Linked DNA regions of Mus musculus: regions 1 and 3 are each linked to region 2. The links are chromatin contacts, called in public ChIA-PET maps. All regions are on one chromosome and are shown on one strand. The core of a region is the stretch at or near the end of the contact, and the rest is flanking DNA. Distances in the headings are between cores, read along the strand shown.

Evidence for each region. ChIA-PET counts read pairs in DNA pulled down with a chosen protein or histone mark.
Region 1: an RNA polymerase II ChIA-PET map of effector CD8 T cells shows a contact between it and region 2, with 30 read pairs. The contact joins the promoter of Mtch1 here to the enhancer-like site in region 2. A contact is called at or near these places in 1 of 484 Hi-C or Micro-C datasets (muscle stem cells), 3 of 115 datasets of contacts at active chromatin or transcription factors (the SCID.adh cell line, effector CD8 T cells and embryonic stem cells) and 3 of 9 other capture datasets (adipose tissue, liver and pancreatic islet).
Region 3: an RNA polymerase II ChIA-PET map of effector CD8 T cells shows a contact between it and region 2, with 10 read pairs. The contact joins two enhancer-like sites. A contact is called at or near these places in 1 of 39 promoter capture datasets (embryonic stem cells), 1 of 484 Hi-C or Micro-C datasets (liver), 5 of 115 datasets of contacts at active chromatin or transcription factors (effector CD8 T cells, embryonic basal ganglia, embryonic stem cells and 1 more) and 3 of 9 other capture datasets (adipose tissue, liver and pancreatic islet).

What each region holds. Positions count from the first base shown.
Region 1 is chr17:29,346,046-29,350,595 of GRCm38.p6, reverse strand. Mtch1 (mitochondrial carrier 1) reads left to right here and starts at 2,664. Exons shown (of 12, transcript NM_019880.4): 1 at 2,664-3,129. The coding sequence starts at 2,809.
Region 2 is chr17:29,426,178-29,430,864 of GRCm38.p6, reverse strand. Gm36486 (a long non-coding RNA gene) reads left to right here. Exons shown (of 2, transcript XR_876726.3): 2 at 1-62. Among named protein-coding and RNA genes, the nearest start is that of Gm36199, 6.3 kb to the left of the region's middle. Within about 2 kb of position 1,819, at least 51 of the 459 cell types and tissues checked have an H3K27ac peak or open chromatin away from gene starts, as enhancers often do. A contact at or near this core is called in effector CD8 T cells and memory CD8 T cells, where this site is marked.
Region 3 is chr17:29,529,293-29,533,402 of GRCm38.p6, reverse strand. The region is part of intron 2 of Tmem217 (transmembrane protein 217); the gene reads left to right. Among named protein-coding and RNA genes, the nearest start is that of Tmem217, 18 kb to the left of the region's middle. Within about 2 kb of position 1,257, at least 80 of the 459 cell types and tissues checked have an H3K27ac peak or open chromatin away from gene starts, as enhancers often do. A contact at or near this core is called in effector CD8 T cells and memory CD8 T cells, where this site is marked.

The DNA.
Region 1 (4,550 bases), core at 1,415-3,914, 81 kb after region 2:
TCAGAGGTAGACTAATTGCGTAGGATGTGTGCAGCCCTGGAGTTTATTAGAAATGCTTTGATGCCATCAGGAGGCAGGGGCTGGTGGATGTCTGCGACTTCAAGGTCAGCCTGGTCTACAGGTGGAGATCCAAGATCCAGCCAAGGTTCCATCATCCCCAGTACTGCTAAAAACAAACCCAAATTTTTTTAAAAGAAAGAAAGGAAAAGGAAAATGGATCAGACCTTGCCCTTTTTAGTTCTCAGAGGCAGGAAGTCTCAACGATGATTAGCAATCGCTGATGCCAACTGAAACCACACAGGAGAGGCACTAGGAAGCAGGCTGTAAGGATGGACTTCTGGGCGGGCGGGGTGGTGCACAGGACAGGGCAGGTTTTCTACTGCAACGAGCCATGGTTATCAAGAGCAGATGCTAGATTTTCTCCTTTTTCTCCCCAAAAGGAGCCCAAGACTCAGGGACATTTGTTTGTTTTTCAAGACAGGGTTTCCCTGGCTGTCCTGAAACTACCTCTGCCACTACCCACATGGCAAAGACAATAGTTTATTCCTAAATGTAAAGACTAACTGACTGATACGTATCAGAGCAGAATGAGGAAACCTACAGGCACATGGGTGCCCTAAAATCATAGTAAGGGCCGAAGAGATGGCTCAGCCATTAAGCACTCCGGTTGCTCTTACGGAGGAATTGGGTTCAGTTCTCAGCTCACAACCATTGGCTTCCTAGGGTACCAGGCACACATGTGGTGTACATAAGTATAAATGAAATGCAAACAAAACACTCTTGCCCATAAAACAAAATAAACCAGGCCTCAGAATGTGACATGCCAGACCAGGTATATTAGTTAGGGTTTTACTGCTGTGAACAGACACCATGCCCAAGGCAAGTCTTATAAAAAATCATTTAATTGGGGCTGGCTTACAGGTTCAGAGGTTCAGTCCATTATCATCAAGGCAGGAGCATGGCAATATCCAGGCAGGCATGGCGCAGGCAGAGCTGAGAGTTCTATGTCTTCATCCAAAGGCTTCTAGTGGAAGACTGACCTAGGGTGAGAGTATTAAGCCCACACTCACAGTGACACACCTACTCCAACCAGGTCACACCTATTCCAACAAAGCTACAACTCCAAATGGTGCTACTCCCTGGCCCAAGAATATACAAACCATCATACTAGGGAAGGGTACAATACTCTCTCACCTGGACCTCATAGAAAGGAAGACACCTAACTCTGGACGTCAGGCCTATCTTTTGACCACTCAGTGTATATTGTCAAGGGACAGAGGAATGAGAAGTCCTGGCAATCCCAGGGGCTTCAGTTTAGCTGGGTTCCCAGTGTTTGATGTGGCCTGTTTGAATTACCATCCATCTGTCTGTCCATCTGCTCACCCACCTGTACCCAGTCCTGCAAGCCCTCAGCAGCTCTGCCCTTCCTGAGCCGTTCTCCAGATGGACTGGTTAATATCTAACCTCAGAAGTGGCTTTCTCTGCCTCTGCCTCCAGTAAGGACTCTTTCAAATTGTTGAGATTTGTGGCCTTTGTAACCCTTTGAAGTCATTCTGTCACACACACACACACACACACACACACACTTATAATCACAGTGTGATCTGTATCTTGAGATAATATTAGTAACTAAGATGTGAATGAAAGAATTGTGATTGCTAACAGCCAGCTATCAATTGCAGCCAAGGAAATTGATGTAGCATGGTGCACAGCTCAGTCTGGCCTTGAACTCCTATCCTGATGCCTCTGCCTCCTGAGTATCGGGCTTACTTTACAGGTGTGTGCCACTGCACTGGATTGTTACTTTGTTTGCTTCATTCATTCCCTTAGGAATGGTTTCCCTGAAGATATACTTTCTATGCATTCCTATATTTGCGGTGATAGAAGATAGATATTAATGCCAGACAATACAATATGATACAACACAGTACAGTACACGGTAGTACGGTACAGGGAGCCACATTCGGAATGGGCCATACAAAAACACGGTCCAATGGGGGACAGTCAAATACAGATCGGAAAAACAAGGCACTGGGGACAATACGGAGGAAAAGCCCACAGATGGAAAGTATTTGCGTGGGCAAGTGTCAGGAACGTGAGGTAAAACCTACACCACGGGCAATCAGGGAGGGTGCAAATATCTGACCATTCCAAAGACCTTCCTTGCAAACTAGCAAGAGGACAAGGTCCCTTGCTAGGGACCAAAGGGTCCCTGCTGACTCTGAGGTCCATTACCAGAAGACTCTATTATTGGGCAGTTCAAGACCAGCTGAGAGCTGCTGTGCTTGTTCAGAGGTGGAAACAAATCACCGGCTGGAGTAAGCACCTTCCTGGAAGGTGGCCCTAAGAATTGCTCTCAAGGCATGCGTAGCACTATGCTCCAGGCACTAGACTAGAGCTCTCCCAGGCCTAGTTATTTAGTAACTAAACGCAGCCAGCACCGGGCCTTCATAAGTGCACAGGCAAAGAGTGCTCCCAGCCCTCAGCAGCTGTGAGTTACTCAACTATTGAGGGGTTTCTACACAGGTCCCGGGATCGTGCTGAAGGAGTGCAGAAGCAGGGCACACAGACTGAGACTCGTAGGCACGATTGCGGTGACTGGCCTGGTCCGCAAAGGGGCGGGCACAGAGCTGCAAAGAACCCGCCCCGGGCCGGAGGAGGCGGGCCCGGGAGCACCAAGGAACAACACTCGCCCGCCCGCCATGCCCCCTCGCCCCGCGGCGTGAGTGGTGCTGCCAGGACCCTCCCCTTGACGTTCGGGGCGTGGCCAGCACCACGTGACGGGGAGTGACCTCCACGCCTGGCGCCATGGGGGCTTCGGACCCGGAAGTGGCGCCTTGGGCTCCCGGCGGCGCCGCGGGGATGGCGGGAGCCGGAGCTGGTGCAGGAGCTCGGGGCGGCGCGCCGGCCGGAGTCGAGGCCCGCGCTCGGGACCCGCCACCCGCGCACCGCGCGCACCCTCGCCATCCTCGGCCCGCGGCTCAGCCGTCGGCGCGCAGGATGGACGGCGGCCCGGGCGCCCCGGGCTCCGGGGACAACGCCCCGACCACCGAGGCGCTGTTCGTGGCGCTGGGCGCGGGCGTGACGGCTCTCAGTCACCCGCTGCTCTACGTGAAGCTGCTGATCCAGGTGGGGCGGGGGGCGCGGCGGGAGGATGTGGATGGGATGTGCGGTGTGGGGGTGCAGGGAGGGGGCTGAGGGATCTGAGTGATTGACGTGGGAAAGGAAGCGATTTGGAGGTGCTGGGAGGGAGCGAAGGGACGTGAGTGACAGACGTGGGGTAGGAAGGGATTTGGGGGTGCAGGGAAAGGCGATGAGATGTGGGAGATAAGTAGTCGAAGGCAGTGAGCTTGAAATTCCGAAGGGTAATGGATTTGGGGTGCGGAAAGAAGCCACAGGATTGGGGGAGGGCCGAGAAGTTTTGGTGAATGGGTAGATGAGGGCTGGCTGGGTACAAAAGCGACGTGTTTAGAAGGTGAGTACATTTGGGGCAGAGGACAGCGGGGCTCTGGATTTATAGAGATGGATGAAAGCTTTGAGGGACAAAGGAGTGGGCAGCAGGGCCAAAAATTTCAGAGGGAAAGAATGCAGCAGGGAAGAGCTATCGGTTTACTTGAGAAGGAGCCTGTAGATTTGATGGCGACGACAGATTTGGTGGGAGGAGGGGCCTCCGCATTGGTGGAGGGGGGGAGTGGAGCGGTGTCTGGAAAGGGGAGCCAGGAGGCGGCTTTTAGGGGGAAGGGGAGAATGGGATGACGCATTTAGTGGAGGAAGGAAGGAATTGAAGTAATTGTGTCTGCGTGGGTTGGGAATGGGCAGAAAATGGGGATAGGCACAATAGGTAAGGGTTGTCAAAGCTGGAGCAAAGGTAGGGATGTCTGGATTCAAGGATGCTTGGGCACCTAAACGCTTTTTTGCTTGTTGGCAGCAATTCACTCCAATAGAGGATGAGGAAAGGGTAAAGGGGGAGGAGGGATCTGGTTGGAAGGAGGTGTTGTGCATTTGGCAGAATTGGGTGGGTGTGTGATGGAGGTGGGGAGAGTTTTGATTGGCGTGGTTCAGGCTCAGACTGATAATCAAAGATGAAGCCTAGCATTTTCCAAAGGAGTGGGGGATGGGTGGTGAGGATTGAGTTGGAGACCCAGCTAAGATTTGAGGTTTGATTTAAGGCAAGTGAGTGTGAAGATTATTGTACTATCCTTGTCATAGAACTGAGAGAATTAGAAATACATTTGGAATGAGAAGGCCTTAAGAATGGGAGTCGCTGCTGGGCAGTGGTGGCGCAGGACTTTAATCTTAGCATTTGGGAGGCAGAGGCAGTCGGATTTCTGAGTTCGAGGCCAGCCTGGTCTACAGAGTGAGTTCCAGGACAGCCAGGGCTACACAGAGAAACCCTGTCTCGAGAAAAACAAACAAAGAATGGGAGTTGCTGAAGCCCTGGGGTCTGAGGAATGGGGATTCTAGAATTTGGAGTTTAACTAGAAATATAAGGAATGAGAAGATACTGTCAGGGCCATTGGGCATCAAATTGTGCAGAGATTTGGAGACGG
Region 2 (4,687 bases), core at 570-3,069:
TCTATCAAATACTGTAAAATCTGTTTGGGACATTGGAATTAAAATTCTTTGTCTTACCCACATCCTACAACTTCTATACAAATGTTTAAATTCTCTCATCCAATAAAGCCTTTCAAAGGCCCCTGCTGTGTTCCAGGAATTTGATAGCCAGGAGCGGTTACTCCCTCCCCTACCTCCTCTGTTTCCTGTGTATCATAGTTTTTTCTCAAACTAGCCAATCAGATAAAACTGTGAGGTCGGACGCTAGCCAATGGGGGGGGGGGAGATGACGTCACTACCCAAGTTAGCCCAAACACCAAACCACCAAACGCACCTCCTGTTTCTGTGTTCTGACTTCAGTGTGCACTCTCTTGATCAAGAGAAGAGCTTTAAACCGGGTATTCTGGCCCACGACCTTAGTTCCAGCACTCGGAGACAGAGGCAGACAGCTCTCCGAGTTCGAGGACAGCCAGGGCTACACGGAAAAACCCTGTCGGGGGAGGGAAAAAACCAAATTATGTTAGTGTTTTAATCCTCCCACCCAGGAAAACCTTTGTTTACACAAAAGCCTCCTGCTTCATGAATTTGGTAACTTGGAATAGTGACCCACACTTTCTCCTTCCTCCATATTTTTGTATGCTAATTCTTTTTTTTTTTTTTTTTTTTTTTGTATGCTAATTCTTTTCAGACTATCCAATGGGATAAGGCCGCGAGGTCTGACTCCAGCCAATGGGGAAAAGACACAGGCACTTGTAACATCAGAAAGAACAGCCAGTGCTTTATCGATGATCCATCACTCTAGCCCCTATCAACCTGTCTGTCTACCTGTCTATCTATCTGTGGATGTTGGGGGTGGGGAGTAAGAGGACCACTTTCTAAATTCAGTTCCTCATGAGGCTCCTGGGAATTGAACTCACATCATCAGACTTGGCAGCAAGCCCTTCAGCCCACCGAGCTACCCTGTTGGCTGTCTCCCCACTCCTCCCTTTTCTTTTAGACAGGGTCTTACTATGCAGCTTGGATTCACCTGGAATTAGTTATGTGGACCAGGCTGGCCTTGAAATCAGAGATCCACCTGCCTCTGCCCCACCTGTGCTAGGATTAAAGGTATCCATCGCCTGGCTACACTATAACATTCTGAGAGGCAAGAAATTGTCTATCCTGGGACCTTTGAGCCCAGCCAGTCAACTGTCTTCAGAAAGACTAATGTTGGGGGTCTATTGCTTGGTATGGGCCCGCTTGTGTGTGCATATATATGTGTATGCAAATGTGTGAGGGAGCTAAAAGTGGAGGTCCAGAATCATCTTCCATCAATCTACCACTTTATTCACAGAGGCAGGGGCTCCTAGTAGAGGCTGGAGCTTGCAGATGTAGCTCGCCTTGCTGGGGATAACCCAGCCAGCTCTGGAGGGCCTTAATTTCTACCTTCTGAGTTTGGAATCAGACAGGCCACCACACCCCTGGCATTTATACAGTTTCTGGCTATCCTGACTCTGGCTTATTCAACAGTTGCCTTAAGCAGAGCCATTTCCCCAGATCTCTTGGGTTTGCTGCTGCTGTTGTTGTTGTTTGTTTGTTTGTTTGTTTGTTTCTGAAGCTGGGTTTCAGGCACACCCCTGGTGGCCTTGCACTCACAGTATTGCAAATACCGTTCCTGGATCCTGTTTCTCAGGCCTTCACCTCTGCAGTGCAGGGATTAGAGATAACACCTTTGGAAAAGGGGCCCACACTAAATCTATCTCACTGTTGTTTTGATGATGTGAAAACAAGCCAGCGTGTATTGTGGTGTAGAGTGTAGCATCTGAATGAACTTGAAAGTAAAAACAGGAGACTTCAAAGACATTTTATGCTCTGGGGTGGGGTCAGGTGTGGCTGCTCTGGGGTGAAAAACACTAGAGCTCAGAGTGACAAAGGGGTGCCACCTTTTTTACCACGTTTTCTCTTTCCTGTCACCTGTTGACAATCTGCCCCTAGTGGCTCTTCCCATCCTTGAGTTAGTAGTCCCTACTTGTCTGTTCTTAAATCTGTCATTCCCCTCCCACATTTGACTTCTTTCTTTTCTTCTTTCTTCCTTCCTTTCTTTCTTTCTTTCTTTCTTTCTTTCTTTCTTTCTTTCTTTCTTTCTTTCTTTCTTTCTTTCTTCCTTCCTTCCTTCCTTCCTTCCTTCCTTCCTTTCCTTCCTTTTTTTCTTCTTTTTTTTAATGATCGGGCTCCCCTAGACAATTCTAGATGTACTGATCAAGCTAATTCGCATTAAAGTGTAGATGGCTGATAACAGCTTAATTTATTACCACTCCCGTGGGTGGGAGTGGTTTTAAAGAGTTGAAGTTTCTCATGGGGAAAGAATGCACACGCATGCTTGCAGTTTCAAGCTTGGGTGGGGATCCGTGGGGGTGTGGGGTGGTCACTGTGACCCTAGGTCAGATCCAGCCACGGTTAGTCTGCCCTGAATGGAAAACCCTGCCCGTTTTCCTCTGTAGCTCACACTACCTTCATTTTTTCTGGGCAGCATCCAAGAACAGGGTTTTTTCGAAATAGAATGTGTCTCACCAGGAAAAGCCACGTGTGTGTCCCTGTCCCTCGAGGCCAGGGGTGTGGTGGGGATGTTTGGGGCTCAGCAGCCTGACTTCTAGGTTTGTAGGTCAGGTCCCACCTGGGCCAGTGAGGCACCAGGGCTCCAGGCCATCAGCTGTCTGCCAAAGCAGGTGGTCCAGACACACCTGGGCCAAGGAGAGCAGAGTGAGCCGCTTTCCCGAAAGCAGAGAGGCTGTGCCTAACATTCCCTGGCTTTGCTTGGTTAAGGTCTGGTGCAGCTCTGGTTTCCAGGGAGGCCTGAGACAGGGTGGCCCAGAGCCCTGGTAGGGCATCTCAAATAGAAGTGTTCTGGGGCTGAGGAATCCAAGTCCGCTCCTAGTTTCAAATAAACATGGCTTCCCAACCTGGTCCCAACCAGTCCCCTGGCCTCTCTGCTTCATCTATGACCAGGATCTATCTTCCTTCCGTGACTGGCAAGGGAGGTAGTCATAGCGAGTGGGCTCGACCCTGTCTGCAGGGCTTAGAGGCTCCGAGTCCATGGGGTGGGGTGAGTCCTGATGCAATTCCCTCATAGCCAGTCAGGGCAGATGCTCCAGATGTGCTGATGTTCATTCCTGAGCCTCCCTTTGAGATGCTCTGAGCTCCAGTCTCATTTAGAGGCCAGACTACTGTCTGCACAGGAGGGTGTGGGAAGAAAGGGGCTGTGAGAGCCACCCGCACACACGCCGGAGAAGACCTCTGTGGGAAAGACTCTATGACCTTTGTTGGTGGTGCGGTTTTTTTGTTTTGTTTTTTGTTTTTTGTTTTTTTTTGTTTTTTGTTTTGAACAGGGCCTACGTACACCAGGCTAGCCCCAAACTCACAGACTGTTCTGTCTCTGCCTCCTGAGCACTGGGATTAAAGGTGTGCGCCTTCTTTCCTGCATGTAAAGGCGTTCTTAGTTTTTAGCTCACTTCGATTTTATATAGGCAGTCCCTAAGAAGCCAAGGCAGGAGGATCTCTGGAGGTCTAGCCTGGCCTGGACTTTGCAGAAAGATCTTGTCCACAAGGAGTGGATAAATGACCCATGTGTTTATTTAATTGCATCATTACGTTCCTCATGATGGGGAAAACTTTGCAAACTGCCCCCTTTCCCAGAGCTGCCCCCAGCCATTTGGTCGCTCAAAGGCAATCTAAGTTAATCACTTTTCTTTCATTTTTATCAAGACTTATTTTTGTCTCTGAGTTCGAAGCCAGCCAGATCTACACAGAGAGAGAGAGTTCCAGGATAGCCAGGGCTGCACAGAGACCCTGTCTCAGAAAAAAGAAAAAAGAAAAAAATTTATTCTTATTTATGTATGTCCATCTCTCTAGCTCATCTAGTAGCTCAGACTGCGATTATGCAAATAAGTATGCAAATGTAAAAAGTCTCCACCGGACCTTTCCCAAAGTTCAAGTGAGGGATGGGGGTGTAGCTCAATTGGTAGTGTGCTTGCCTGGCATGAACAAGGCTCTGAGTCCAGACCTTGTACATCAGCAGCATGCTAGCACATGCCTGGAGTTCTAGACTCCTTTTATTTATTTTTTTAAAGACTTATTTATTATTATATTGAGTACACTGTAGCTGTCTTTAGACACAGAAGAAGAGGGCATCAGATCTCATTGCAGATGGTTGTGAGCCACCATATGGTTGCTGGGATTTGAACTCGGGACCTTTGGAAGAGCAATCACTGCTCTTAACTGCTGAGCCATCTCTCCAGCCCCTGACTCCTTTTATTTTTATGTCTTTAACATGGCTATGTCTAGCTATGAAGACCAGGCTGACTTTGAACTCACAGAGATCTGGTTGCCTCTACCTCCCAAGTAAAGTAATTAAGAACCTATACTAGCCTAGCAGTGGTGGTGCACGCCTTTAGTCCCAGCACCAGGAAGCAAAGACAAGCAGATCTTTGAGTCTGGGGCTAGCCTGGTCTACAGAGTCAGTTTCAGGACAGTTGGCTACACAGAGAAACCCTACTTTTTATTTTTTATTTTTTGGAGCAGAGTTTCATGCTAGCCCAGGCTAGCCTAGAACTTACTACATGGGGCCCACACACAAATGGCTCAGCTGGTGAAGATACTTGACTACTAAGGAAGTCAACTTGAGTTTGGTCCCTGGGACCCACGTGGTAGAAGGACAGAAGTGACTCCTGAA
Region 3 (4,110 bases), core at 8-2,507, 100 kb before region 2:
AAATAACATGAGGTGAATACAGCAGGACAGTCATTTAACCCTCTCCTGTGGGAGTTTAAAACACAATGGGGGTCTGCTCTGTGAAACCCTCAGGGGTCTCCATCTCTTTTCTCTGTTGTTCTGTCTGTAGAAGCAGGGGTCTGTGATAGTGCAAGTGTCCCTAGCTGGGCCCCTCCCGTAAATACCTCTGAGCCATCTGGATGACAAAGAGGAACGACAGGAGTCTGATATTTAATACAGATGGCCACCTTGGTTTCTTCTCTTCTCAGCCCTTTCTTACAAATTGACAGCATCAAGCCAGACACAGTGGTTCCAAGCCTGTGACCCCGACACTGGAGGTAGAGGCAGAAGGATCAGGATTTCAAAGTCATAATGGATTCATGGCAATCCCAGGCTACACGAGGCATCAAAAGCCAAACAAGATGGCTGAAAGTCCAAGTTCCATTTTCCTAGGACCCTCATGAAGGTGGAAGAAGAAAGCCTACTCCCAAAAGTTGTCATCCAACCTCCACAAACACACTGTGGCATGCTCACATCCACAACCATAACTCTTGCATGCACACAAAATGAATAAAATGTCATTTAAAAAACGTTGGTAGCAACCAGGCTACCAACTTCCAAGCTGGGCAGTGGTGCACTCCTTTAATCTGAGCAGAGGCAGGCAGAACTCTGAGTTCAAGGCCAGAGTGAGTTCTAGGACAGTAAAGGCTACACAGAGAAACCCTATCTCAAAATACTCCCTTCCTCTGGTCCAAAAATAAACACACTAAATAGATAAATAAATAAATAAATAAATAAATAAATAAAAACCCTTTGGTAGCATAGCCATTAGCTGCAAGTGATACTTGGAAATCTAAACTTTATTCTGGCCAACTGTGTGGCTGTCTGTGGAAGGCGCAATTGCTACACTAAGGAAGGGAAGGTCCTGTCCCACATCAGAGACCTCCACATTCAAGGAAAACGGGTCCTGAGCAGAACAAACTCCATATTCTTCATCAAGAGGGCTCCTTGCTAGTGGAATAAGGCAGCTGAGTTCTAGTCCTGGCATAAATATTTGTCTATGGCAGCTATGGTGATACCGTGGCTAGGGGTGCCCATGTACCCCAGTTCTGAGCATTGAACAGTGAGAATTCACTGAAAGTTCTCAGAGATGTGTTTGACATCCTGTGGAAGAAAGGAGCGCAGAGGAGAGCTTCCGGGGCACTCCTGATTGGCCTGCTAGTGAGAGGCAAGTTGGCAGTCAGCCAGTGACCACAGAAAGGAAGCTACCGTGGGACCCTGACACCGCGTAGGAGACCTGAAAGACCCAGAGGAAAGAGCCAAGTAGAGAAAAGGCACTGGAGAAAGAAAAGATTATAGACATAGCAAGGGATGTGTAGAGCTACCCTGGGGTGATGAGCGGAGGCTGCCATCGGCCAGGACTGTGTGCGCAGCCCTGTGGTTTATTGTCTGCATTCGCCCATCCCCAGTGGGGACTGGTTTCCCTGCTTGTCAGCTGACTCACTGTCAAGCATGGCAGGCTGGTTTTCTTTCTGTGTTGGAGAGGATTGGGTTTTTGTTTTGGGAAATCTGATCTCTTGAGCAAGAGTTTGGCCTGGAAGAATACAGGAAGAAGGGAAGACCCTAGCTTCCCTACAGTATCTGGGATTTCTCTCCTGTTGGGAAAACTGGGGAGGTAGCAGGTTGTGCCCCCTAGAGAGTGCCCCCCCACACACACACACACCCTGCTGGGTTGGATGCTGGCTACTTGGCTGAGAAGAAAGCTCAAAGCCTCATCACCCTGGGGTGATGAGCGGAGGCTGCCATCGGCCAGGACTGTGTGCGCAGCCCTGTGGTTAGCCTTTAGTAAGCCTATAAGAAGCAAGACCGCAGGGCTGGAGAGATGGCTCAGTGGTAAGAGCATTTGCTGCTCACAACTGCCTGTGTAATTCCAGTTCCTCGGGCTCCAACTGGCGCCCTCTTCGGGCTACTATGGGCACTGCAGGCACCTGGCGGTCCTACATGCAGAAAGGCACTCAACCACATAAAATTTAAAAGAAAAAAAAAGACACAGCCATTCTCTGCTGCTACCAAACAGTTACCCTCGAGGAAAGCCTGCAGCCATGGCACAAGGAGACTCAGGCAGCCCTTAAAACAGGCCAGAAGAAGAGAGCTGAGGTTTCTGGCCAGGAGCTACCAACAGCCAGGTGAGTGAAAGGACCCTCCTCGGAGGACAGCCTTCAGCTGGCAGCCGCTCCAGACCTTTACTTTAGGAGGGGCCCTGAGGCAAAACAGGCAGCTAAGACACCCCTCGCCTTCTGTCTCAGAAACCCAAGACATCTAGGAGTGGGACCAGCATGGATATCCATCAGCTGATGGAAGGATTGATGGATGGAGGAGATGCGGAAGGTACAGACTGTGGAAATCATTCAGCTGTGAAATAATATGAAATAGTGACATTTGCAGAGAAATGGATGAAGCTGGAAATCCTCGAATGAAGTAAATGAAGTAGAAGTAGAATAAACCAGGCTCAAAAGGACAAATAGGACCTGCGTTCTCTCACATGTGGGTCCTAGATTTTAATTCCTCTATGTGTGTGTATGTGTGTGTGTGTGTGTGTGTGTGAGAGAGAGAGAGAGAGAGAGAGAGAGGAGAGAGGAGAGAGAGAGCGCGCAGGAGGTAAGAGCCAGTGGGAGGGGCCAGGAAGAGGGCGGGGAGAGGAGGAGGAGCAAGAAGCGGCAATGGAATTTGTAAGCCAACATTGGGGTGGTGGTGGGGCACCAGTAAAATGTGTTTTGAGCCTTGCGTAGTTAAAGATGCCTTGAGCCCAGCTCTCTAGACAGAAGCAGGCAGATCTGTGAGTTCCAGGCCAGCCAGGGCTACACAGTAAGACCCAGTCTCAAACAAAACAGAAACAGAAAATCGAAGCTTTAAGGTCTGAAGGAGATAGCTCAGTCCATAAATTCCCTTGCCTTGTGTCTCAGTTACTGCCATATTGCTATGAGAAGACACCATGGCCAAATCAACTTATAAAAGAAAGCATTTAACTTCGGAGCTCACAGTTTCAGAGGGTGAGCTGATGACCGTCAAGGCAGAAAGCGTGGCTGCAGGCAGGCAGGCTGGCAGACATGGCGCTTGAGTGGCAGCGGGGAGCTTACATCTTATCCACAAGCAGCAGTGAGAGAGACAGAGACAGAGAGGGGAGAGAATGGGCCTGGCATGGACTTTTGAAACCTCAAACCCTATCCCACCCCCCGTGACACACCTAATCCAACAAGGCAATGCCCCCCAATCCTTCCCAAACAGTTCCACCAACTGCGGACCAAACATTCAAATATATGAGCATATCACTCAGTGCACCTTTGTAAGTGTGATGAACTCCATGATGACCTGAGTTCTATCCCTAGAACCCACATTTTCTTTTTTTTTTTTTTTTTTTTTTTTTGGTTTTTTGAGACAGGGTTTCTCTGTGTAGCCCTGGCTGTCCTGGAACTTACTTTGTAGACCAGGCTGGCCTCGAACTCAGAAATCCACCTGTCTCTGCCTCCCAAGTACTGGGATTAAAGGCGTGCGCCACCACTGCCCGGCTCGAACCCACATTTTCAAAACAAAACAAGAACCAAAAATCCAGACATGCTTGTAATGCAAGCATTGTAATACAGAGTGAGTTCCAGGACAGCCAAGGCTAAACAGTGAAACCCTTTGTCTCAAAAAAACAAAAACAGAAACAAAACAAACAAAAAAAGCCAAAAAGAGCTGGACAGTGGTGGCACAGGCCTCTAATCCCAGCACTTGGGAGGCAGAGGCAGGCAGATTTCTGAGTTTGAGGCCAGCCTGGTCTACAGAGTAAGTTCCAGGACAGCCAGGGCTACACAGAGAAACCCTGTCTCAAAAAAACAAACAAAAAAACCCAAACAAACAAAACAAAAACAAAAACAAAAAAACCAACCACTGGATGGATAGATGGTAGATAGATAGATAGATAGATAGATAGATAGTTTTTAAAAACTTTTTTGTTTGTTTTGTTTTGTTTTGTTTTGAGACAGGGTTTTTCTGTGCAACCCTGGCTGTCCTAGAACTCACTCTGTAGACCAGGCTGGCCTCAAACTCAGAGATCACCTGCCTCTGCCT